Regions from separate parts of the Bicyclus anynana genome. Here region 2 is linked to region 1. Evidence: chromatin contacts called from public Hi-C data. All regions are on one chromosome and are shown on one strand. The core of a region is the stretch at or near the end of the contact, and the rest is flanking DNA. Distances in the headings are between cores, read along the strand shown.

Region 1 (5,182 bases), core at 732-3,231:
TACAAATGTCATATTTGAACTTTGTTTGAAGCAACGTGTACAAATGTCATGTTTGTACTAGTACAATTATATAGCTTAGTAATCATAGATTTACGATTCGGTACAAGTATTCTATGTTAGTAATAGTTTGTCTTACATACTGATATTAAATGCCAAACTTATTTTTAACCTATTTCATATATTTCAGTTTTTAAATTATTAAGTAATTTTTATTTTTATAAAATGTCAATTGAATAAATCCAAATTCAAAAAATAATATTTCTAAACGCATCGTATACTATTTCCGTCGCGTTAAGGGATATAGTACAAAATTATATGACAGGACCACAGAATGACGTCCCATTCGACTTTTGTACTAGTGTCTCGCTTTCTCTCGCGTACGAGTAAAGCAACTACCGCGACAGAAAATGTGAAGTAGTACATTTTTAAATGTTGAGCCGCTCTTACATTGTGACGTCATGTACGGGACAAATGTCCTGCCTCTTGTATGTCCTACTCAACGCTACTGTCAATCCACATTGGGCCAGCGTGGTGGACTGAGGCCTAACATCTCTAGGCATCTAATTGTTAGAGGAGACTCGAGCTTAGCAGTGAGCCAAATATGGGTTGATAACAAATTAATTTATTATTTCTAAATAAATAGCTGATTATAATTTTAAAATTATTAGTAATACTGAAATATTAAACGACATTTTATATTTTTAAATAAATAGCTTTAAAATCTTAATTTTAAAATTATTAGTAATACTGGAATGTTAAATGACATTTTATTATTACTGTATTTTGTTTCGTCCGTCTCAGCTATTTCTACTGGTTGAGTTTATTTACAGTTTACAGACACCTACTTATAAATTAATAACAATTGAAAAGCCACACATTTTTCCAATTCAAGTCATAGCCAACAGACCTTATTCAGGAAAAAAATCTTACATAAAAAAAAACGAAAGCGGGAGTTGGACTCGTGTGCAGAGGATTCCGTATGATGAATATATAATCAGCTATTGACGTTAAACAATCATATTTTTCTAATTTACTTTAACTTGTAATTTATAGTAAACACAAGATTAGTATTGTATCTAGTTGACAAACCTGTACAACAAACATTTCAAGCAAAATGTGACAAGAATCCCGATGCAGAGTGCTTTTTAAATGATTTAATTATTGTTATATTTGTAAACACAAACACACAAACAGGAGGGGTTTTGATATTATTTAAAGATTTAGACCGATGTCTCTAACGTAATTTATACTAATAGAAAACTATAGAAATTACACTTTTACTTTAAAAAATATTCCGGATTTTCGATATAGCTTGACGGGGATATTTAGTATTTAATAAAGCCTAACGTGTAACGTTGGTAAGTAGGTATATGTCTAGGCTTCATTTTTTTTTCATTATCAACCAATATTCGGCTCTAGTCTCCTCTCAGAATGAGAGGGGTTAGGCCAATAGTCCACCACGCTGGCCCAATGCGGATTGGCAGACTTACCACACGCAGAGAATTAAGATAATTCTCTGGTATGCAGGTTTCCTCACGATGTTTTCCTTCACCGGTTGAGACACATGATATTTAATTTTTTGAAATGCACATAACTAAAAAGTTAGAGGTGCATGCCCTGGACCGGATTCGAACCCACACCCTCCGGAAACGGAGGCAGAGGTCATATCCACTGGGCTATCACAGCTCGCATAAATGGTTAGACTTATCGGATTGGATTGCTCACAATTAACTGTGGCGCGTGCGGAACCCTAAAAAGAAAAAAACGCCCGGCCACACTCGCACCAAAACCGATACGGATTTACCACTTCTCACCCATTACCATGCGGGCGATAAAAACTACCAACGTATAAGGGCACGTAAACACTATCCATTTGCGAGCGTTATGTAATATAACGGACGGCCCGAGCTCTCCTTTTGGGGAGGTTCGGACCAAAAAAGTGTATCCCTGTACTTAAGAGAGGGTCTTTACTCCGCTTACGGCGGTGACTCGCGTAGGTACGCTAAATAAGACATTGTGAGCCGGGTGTTGCTTATGGATAGGGGCCAAAACTATGGTGCTACTCGAGTATGGAGATGCACGTGGTGTCTGCCGAGGGGTTTCCTCGATGGAGGTGAGTCAGGTGCAATTGCTGTGTTTTTATGGTCGCACCATGTTTGAGGGCTTGTTTTTTTTCCCACATCTATATTGGATAATTGACTTCGACGGACTATTCTTTCGTCATTACGAAGGCTATTTACAAACTTATATTTAACTCGTTCAATGAGTTAGGAAATCTAAAAGATTGAAAGCAGGACTTTTGTTTTGTGCGGAATCCAAAAATGTGGGTCTCCATAAACACTTAAACTTTGATTCAATGGTGTAATAAAACAAAATAAAGGTCCATTAGGCCTTTAGCACACAGTAGTAAAATAAAATCTACCCCTTGCGTTTTGAGTATGATGTAATTTACGGACTTTTTTAGTTTTTCACGGCCTCCGTGGCGCAGTGGTATGCGCGGTGGAGTTACAAGACAAAGGTCCTGGGTTCGATCCCCGGCTAGGCCGACTGAGGTTTTCTTAATTGGTCCAGGTCTGGCTGGTGGGAGACATCGGCCGTGGCTAGTTACCACCCTACCGACAAAGACGTACCGCCGAGCGATTTCGCGTTCCGGTACGATGTCGTGTACCGAAAGGAGTGTGGATTTTATCCTACTTCTAACAAGTTAGTCCGCTTCCATCTTAGATTGCATCATCACTTATCATCAGGTGAGATTGTAGTCAAGGGCTAACTTGTAGAGAATAAAAAAAAGAACTCTTGGGGTGTCCACAGCAAAAAGTGAGCTTTGACAATGTTTACTCATATAGATGAGCAAATCGTAGACCGCCTATTAATAGGCAATAGGCTGACCCATTACCCCAAATCGCTAAGGCTTATTCTTTGATATACAATATGGTCAGCTCTTAGGTCATCTAATGCATGTTAAAGTTTGATTAGTATTCAATACGAATATGTATCTAATATGATAAAATTGGGTTCTTCAGATATCTTTACTTAATATTATAAAGCTGAAGAGTTTGTTTGTTTAATTGAACGCGCTAGTCTCAGCAACTACTGGTCCGATTTGAAAAATTCTTTCAGTTTTAGATAGCCCATTTATCGAGGAAGGCTATAGGCTATATATTATCCCCATATTCCTACGGAAACGGGAACCTTATCGAGGAAGGCTATATATTATCCCCATATTCCTACGGAAACAGGAACCACGCGGGTGAAACCGCGCGGCGTCAGCTAGTGCATTATATTGGTTACATTATGAATCTGATTCGAATCTACGTGAACTTACAAGCCATTTTGTAAATTTGAATTTGAAAAGCGACGCAAATTTAACACAATTTGTAAGTTTGCCGACTGCGAACTTGTCCAGATAATGTGTTTGTGTGCAAACTGTGATTTGTGACTGTTGGAGATTCAATTATGAAAGTTGCGAAGTGTACTTTGTGCAACATCAAACCGGGAACTATTTTTTATTTTTTTTTTATTCTTTACAATTAGCCCTTGACTACAATCTCACCTGATGGTAAGTGATGATGCAGTCTAAGATGGAAGCTTGCTAACTTGTTAGGAGGAGGATGAAAATCCACACCCCTTTCGGTTTCTACACGACATCGTACCGGAACGCTAAATCGCTTGGCGGTACGTCTTTGTCGGTAGGGTGGTAACTAGCCACGGCCGAAGCCTCTTACCAGCCAGACCTGGACCAATTAAGAAAACCTCAATCGACCCAGCCGGGGATCGAACCCAGGACCTCCGTCTTGTAAATCCACCGCGCATACCACTGCGCCACGGAGGCCGTCAAAAAGTTGAATTGACTATTCTAAAAGACTATCATAAAAGACTAGACTACTCTTCCTAGTCCTTTAGGACTAGTTGGAGGGGAATGGGAGCATTGGTCGTATATAAAAGATATGGCAAATATACATTGACCTCTTATTTAAAGGACACACAATCATGTAGAAAATTTCATTTAAAAATTGGGCAATTTTGCTTTGACAGTTTTAGAATTATTGGTAAAGAAAATTATACCTAAAGGCCATAATATAGTCCAATATTCAATAAAATCCCAATTCAGAGCAATTTCAACCTTAAGCACTGAGTTTAAGGTTGAATTTGCAAATGCGACTACTTGAATTGAGTGTCAAGAAGTTGTGTTTGGCACTCATTGAGTGGGGACGTTTTTTGGTCGCTGATTGTGCATCCACTTGTTAATAGGAGATCGATGCAAATATACCTTATAAAAGGTACGCTACATTCGCAATGATTTGCATGTTTTTTTTATCATATGTATACGTCTAACCAAGCCGTGATAGCCCAGTGAATGAGCCCGAATATGAGTTCTTAATGATGATGGTATGGTAGTATTTGAAGTAAAATGGAAAAAGAGGTAACGAAGACCAAGGAGAAAATGTTTGGGGGATTGGAACTTTCGACAAAACACCTTTCTTTTGAATAACGTTAAAAATATCTTGATTCTCTTTGATATTTTCGATCCTTATAATACAAATATCCCGGTAATTAGTTAATATGGAATTAATTATGAATGACTGTATTATATTATAATGACTCTAGACTACTAAGTCGAATTAAAATAAATGAATTTCGAGTTTAAGTTATATTATTACCTAATGATGGTAACTTTTATATTAGTTGCTGTCGCCGCGCGGTTTTTTCTGCGTGGTTCCCGATTTCGTAGAAATACGGTAATAATATATAGCCTATAGCCTTTCTCGATAAATAGGCTATTTAACATTGAGAGAATTTTTGAAATCGGACCAGAAGTTTCTTAAAATAAACGCGTTCAAGCAGAAAAACAAACAAACTCTTCAGCTTTACTCGTAATATGTATAGATCAGTATTGAAATTAAAATAAATGTAAGTATTTGTAAATAAATAGAGGATTAACAAATAGTACAGTACTAATAAGTCCTTAAACGTTGTTTACGCTCAACCCCACAGCGCCCCGCCGGGCTTTCGAACGAGGAGTGGCTCAAGAGGCTTTGAGAGCTAATAAATATCGATCGCATTGAAGTACCAAGCCTCGTGATCCATAGTACACGTGGCACCGTACTGGAACGCTAAATCGCTTGATACGTCTTTGCTGGTAGGCTGGTAACCTCCACGCGATGTCGCGTTACCGGCCAAA
Region 2 (5,182 bases), core at 1,632-4,131, 340 kb before region 1:
TAAGGGTCTGGCTAGATACATGATTCCATATTCCCTAGCAAATATCAAATAACGTAATTATTTGGTATCAGCCAGTAAAAATTTTGACGTAAGTTAGTTCCTCCGTGGTTGTCAGTATGCACCGGATGTAATTTTTTTACTTACATATATTCAACTAACTATGGGCCTTATTAGAAGGCTCAAAGTCACTCAGCGAGCGATAAAACGAGCTATGCTTAAAGTTTCTCTGCGTGATCGAATCAGAAATGAGGAGATCTGCTGACGAACAAAAGTCACTGACATAGCTCAGCAAGTGGCGAAGCTGAATTGGCAATGGGCAGGCCACATGGTTTGAAGAGCCGATGGACGTTGAGTTCCCAAGGTGCTGGAATGGCGACACCGCGCCAGAATGCGCCCCCCACTAGGCGGACCGAGGATATCAAGCGGGTTGCAGGGAGCTGCTGTTGATGCTGGTAGCTCGAGACCGTTGTGCTTTGAAGTCCATGCACGAGTCCAGTACGCCACAGTAACCGTGTAATGATGATAATGATTATGATGATGATTAAGAATTTAAATCATCATCATAATCATCATCATCATTATTATCAGCCAGACGTCCACTGCTGGACATAGGCATCGTGCACTTAAAAGCAAAACGGTCTCGAGCCACCAGATGTCCATTTAACAAATGTCAAAGTTAGATTGAATTGGCCTGCTGCACCCTTAAAATCTAAATACTTTAATAATGGATACCGTACTTATCTTTATACTTCAAAATTACGTTGGTATGTCATGTCATGATCATGACGCAGGCTTTGGTTCTATTGGTCATGTTTCCATATCCCAACATAATTAAAGCGGTCCAGTCACGTACAATGGCTTATCATTAATTATTTATATTAAGCATTAAATTATTATACTATAATATGTCATAACTGAATAGGTAAAAGTTGAATTGTCATAATTATATTATCCCCATGTAACCGCATGCCGTCATACTGTATGGATGGTAAGAAAAATTAGAATGTTTCAGCGTGAATTTACGCATGATTCACTTTTGATAACAAGTAACAACACATCACACGGTCTGAATACACGTAGACCTAAGTACCTAGGTATTTTATTTGTGTACAGTCATCGTTTAAATGACCTATGTCAGCGCTCTCTTCTTGTATAAGAGGAGATTTGGATATTAGACACACCACGCTATAACAATCCGAGTTGGTGGGCTCAGGATGATCACCGACGATTAAATATGTTTGTTCTCCGAGCAAAAAGGCTGTGACAAAGAAAACATCTTTATTTTATAGTCGCCTCGAACAGGATACAAATAAATAAATTGATTGATTAATTGATACCTTATGGCCTAAACTGACATAAAGTCAAAAGCAGGGGCGTAGCATGTCTTGGAGGGGCCCAATGTCAAAATTAGTTGGGGGCCCAAAAGTAAAGATTTCTTCACAAAACAAAAATGCTTGTTTAAAATAAATGTGACATAACCAATAACCTATGTAGGACATTTCCAACTTTTCGAAACCCGGAAAAAAACAGATTCTTTTTTTACTTTTGTCATTTCTGGAGTGAAAACTCTATAGGCAGTTTTTTTTATAACAAATATTTTTTGGGAAGCACCAGACTAAGTAAGATTGTGGATTACATTTTACAAATTTTTGCTTTCAAAAATTGTAAAGCCCCTGGACAGTAAGTGGCCCCTTAGAGTCTAGGGGCCCCGTATTATTGATAAGGGTGACATGGCGGTAGCTACCCTGGTCAAAAGTCTAAATTCATTTATTTCAACTACGAATAGGCTTAGTTTACAAGCACTTTCGGATCTAGTACGTACATCAATCCAAACTACAATTTAAAAATTCTGTTAAATCCATAATTATATAGGTATTATAATGATTCAGGTAGGTAGGTAGGTACGTAGGACATTCATTCACTTAAATAAACCCCAAACGAGGTCAAAAACCTTTGATTTGTAATAAAATAGTCTCAAAATGGAAAAATGGCAAATTAATTGTCTCGGTGGGCGAACGACCGAAGGTTTCACTAGCAGATTTTCGCTAACAACGCCTTAAAACATCTCAAAAACGAAAATCGCGAATAAATTACCATTAGGTTTTCTAAGCTAATTCCCATCCTACGCCTGTGCGGTTTAGATAAACATGGGTGTTAATTCTTTATTTACTGTTATCTGTCTATGAAGTATGGAGAGACTTGTAAGTCGTAACAGTTATGTACTTTTAGCTATTGGTTTATACTTTAGTTTGATAGAGCCCTTTGAAACAGAATTGGAAGTCCAAGAAGAAAAGTTACCTCGTATCTACCCTAAAAGTTTCCATGTAGGATATATTTTAACCACTGCAAAAGTGTATAGCTACTTAAAATTGAAAAGCTATAAAATAAACTTTATTTGTAAGCTAGGTAGGTATCGTTTGTTTCTTTGACGAAGCAACCATGCTATTTACTATGTATTTATCTATAGAGGCATAATATGTTAGCGCATAAGTATGTAATGCACAATGAGGAACGTGACAAAGTTTTTAATTATTAGACGTGAAAATCGCCAGCTGCGAGTAGGAGGGATTTCAGTGGCCCCCATTTGACCGCCATTGCCATATTTGGCACGGCTCGAGTCTAAATATGGCTCGGGGCCAGCCCACCGCTCCGGCGCGCGCTCGCGCCGCGAGCTTCCGACTCTATTATTTCTATTTACGAAATAAACTCAAAATAAAAGCTCTATTTTAATACAGATTTCGGGCACTGAAACGTTCGCGGGTTCCCGGTTTCCTACGGATGTGTCGGGTTACGCCGCACCCGATATCTCCGTCCCTATCGCGCGGCGAGGGCGAGCGGCGCACGAGAGCGAGACGGCTAGAGGTCGAGGTGCGCGGGACGGAACCGCGCGAAGTCAGTCGCGGTCCGAGCGGCCGAGTCGTCAGTCCCGCCCTCGGTTCTTTCGCGTTTTCGGTCAGTCTCCGTTCGACGTTCGAACGGTGAGGTGTGTATAGCGCATGTGCGCACCGGTTACTGTGGCGTACTGCGAGGTTATAATGGACCCGCCCGGCGGAGCTCGGGAGCCCCGCTTCGGGTCGCCGTACGGTATGGGACTCCTTGGAGAGGTGCCGGACATGTACGGCGCGGGCCGGCCGCCGAGCGCGCTGGGGCTCCGGCCCGGCATGCAAGCCTGCCCGTCGCGCGGAGTCAAGCGCCCTGCCGAGCAGTGCTACGAGGAGCGGCCGCAGAGCCTGGGCCTGGAGCACTGCGCGCTGCCCGACATCGCCGACGACGGGTACGCCTCGCTGCAGCCCAAGAAGTCGCCGCCCTCCAACGGCAAGAAGACCAAGGGCCGCGTCAAGATCAAGATGGAGTACATTGACAACAAGCTGCGTCGTTACACCACCTTCTCCAAGCGGAAAACGGGCATTATGAAGAAGGTGGGTCAGAGACCACTTTTGGCAATATTCCATTTACGGGCCTACTGGAGCGCTGCCTCTAATACTGCCAATCTGTGAAAGTGCATTCTGTTACCCCTATCAGATTGGGGAGAGATGTACAATTTGTGATACATAGTTATAGCATTAAATAAAAAATAAAACTCTGTTTAGTGCGAGCAATCCCAGTGAGACTTGGAAAATGATAAAAACTTAAAATTCAACATTATTACAGAATCTAAAACAAAATTTATATAATCTATTTGTAATTCTACTATCATAATCACTATATTAATAAGAATATATGAAATTTAATCAAAATAATGTTACATTTCAATATGAGTATGCTGGACAGCGGTAAAACTTTATATTGAAATTTATTGTTTATACTTTGCTTAAATATTTGATTGGAACTATTCAATAAACTATAAACGAACCTCTGACACACATTCACATTCAAAAAAAATTGTAAAAATGGTTTACAGTTAACAAAATGATCATTGTTTACACTCAAAACAGTCAAACATTTCTAATGAAATACCCATTTAAAAACAATATTTTATACATTTTTGGTGAAATAAATAAGTAAATACAGTTACAAATATGCAAGGAATTTAGAGTTAAAGCTTAAAATAGGATTTAGTAGCTTTCAATTACAAATGTTAAAGATTTATTTTGACAGATGAGGTTATGTTGGCTTTGAGAGGTTACCAAATGGAATATTGCTAAAAGTGCCTTAAATATCATAATTTTATGTATAGACCAGTATATTTTCAGTACAAGGAAGTTGAAAATGTGTAAACCGAACGTTTATTACGTGTTTTTGTGAGCATATGTGATGAAAGTTTTGACAGATGTCAGCTGATATTTCGATCCATTATCGTAAGTAAACATTGAGATTAATTTTTCAAATTGTTAATGTTAATAGTTGTAATATAAAATATTCTCATATTAAATTAAAGTTATAACAAAACTGATAGTAGATAACTTGAGGAGATTTCAGTTTTAGAACGTTCAGAAGCAACTGTTGCAGTCAGTTTTTAAGATGGTTACATAGATGGCGCTAGTTGTATCAAAGTAAAGTGTAGTTTCGTATTTTAAACTAGGTAATTTATTTTATTTTTAAAGATTGGCTACACTAATAACTTATTAAACAATGAAAATTGAAAATCTTTATCTTTAGTTGATGCTTTTTATCTAACTACCTACTCGATTAATACAGATTTCCACTTTAAGCTGTCCTACTGTTTTTTGTCTCCATTTTATTATTGAAACAGCAGTAAGTAGTTTAAACTATTGTTTTTAAGAGTCACATCACATGTTTATTGGTTTTTACGGTGTTATATATAATTTTCAGGGTTAAAAACTAGCTTAATATTAGGTATGCTCCAAGGTCCAATTTAGGTATCTCAATACTAAATTTCATTCAAATCGGTTCAGCGATTTACCCATTAAAGGTAACAGACAGATAGGCTTACTCTTGCGTCTATACCTACTAATATTACCTATAAAGCTGAAGAGTTTGTTTGTTTGTTTGTATGTTTGTGTGTTTGGTTGAACGCGCTAATCCCAGGAACAACAAGTCCGATTTGAAAAATTCTTTCAGCAGTGTTAGATAGCCCATTTATCGAGGAAGTTTATATAATTATTATCCCCGTACCTATTCCTACGGGAACGGGAACCACGCGGGTGAAACCGCCCGGTGTTAGCTAGTTTACTATATTAATACCTATGGATTTTAATGAATAAGCATGTTTAAAATTTCG

What was found. A called contact is a pair of places that touch in the nucleus more often than the background predicts.
Region 2: a contact with region 1 is called in a Hi-C map of whole body, with 3 times the contacts expected there. The contact joins the promoter of LOC112050897 here to the promoter of LOC112050903 in region 1. A contact is called at or near these places in 2 of 2 Hi-C or Micro-C datasets (whole body and whole larva).

The regions. Positions count from the first base shown.
Region 1 is chr13:15,792,906-15,798,087 of ilBicAnyn1.1, reverse strand. LOC112050903 reads left to right here and starts at 1,981. Exons shown (of 5, transcript XM_024089315.2): 1 at 1,981-2,113.
Region 2 is chr13:16,130,878-16,136,059 of ilBicAnyn1.1, reverse strand. LOC112050897 (serum response factor homolog) reads left to right here and starts at 2,881. Exons shown (of 6, transcript XM_052885041.1): 1 at 2,881-3,419. The coding sequence starts at 2,997.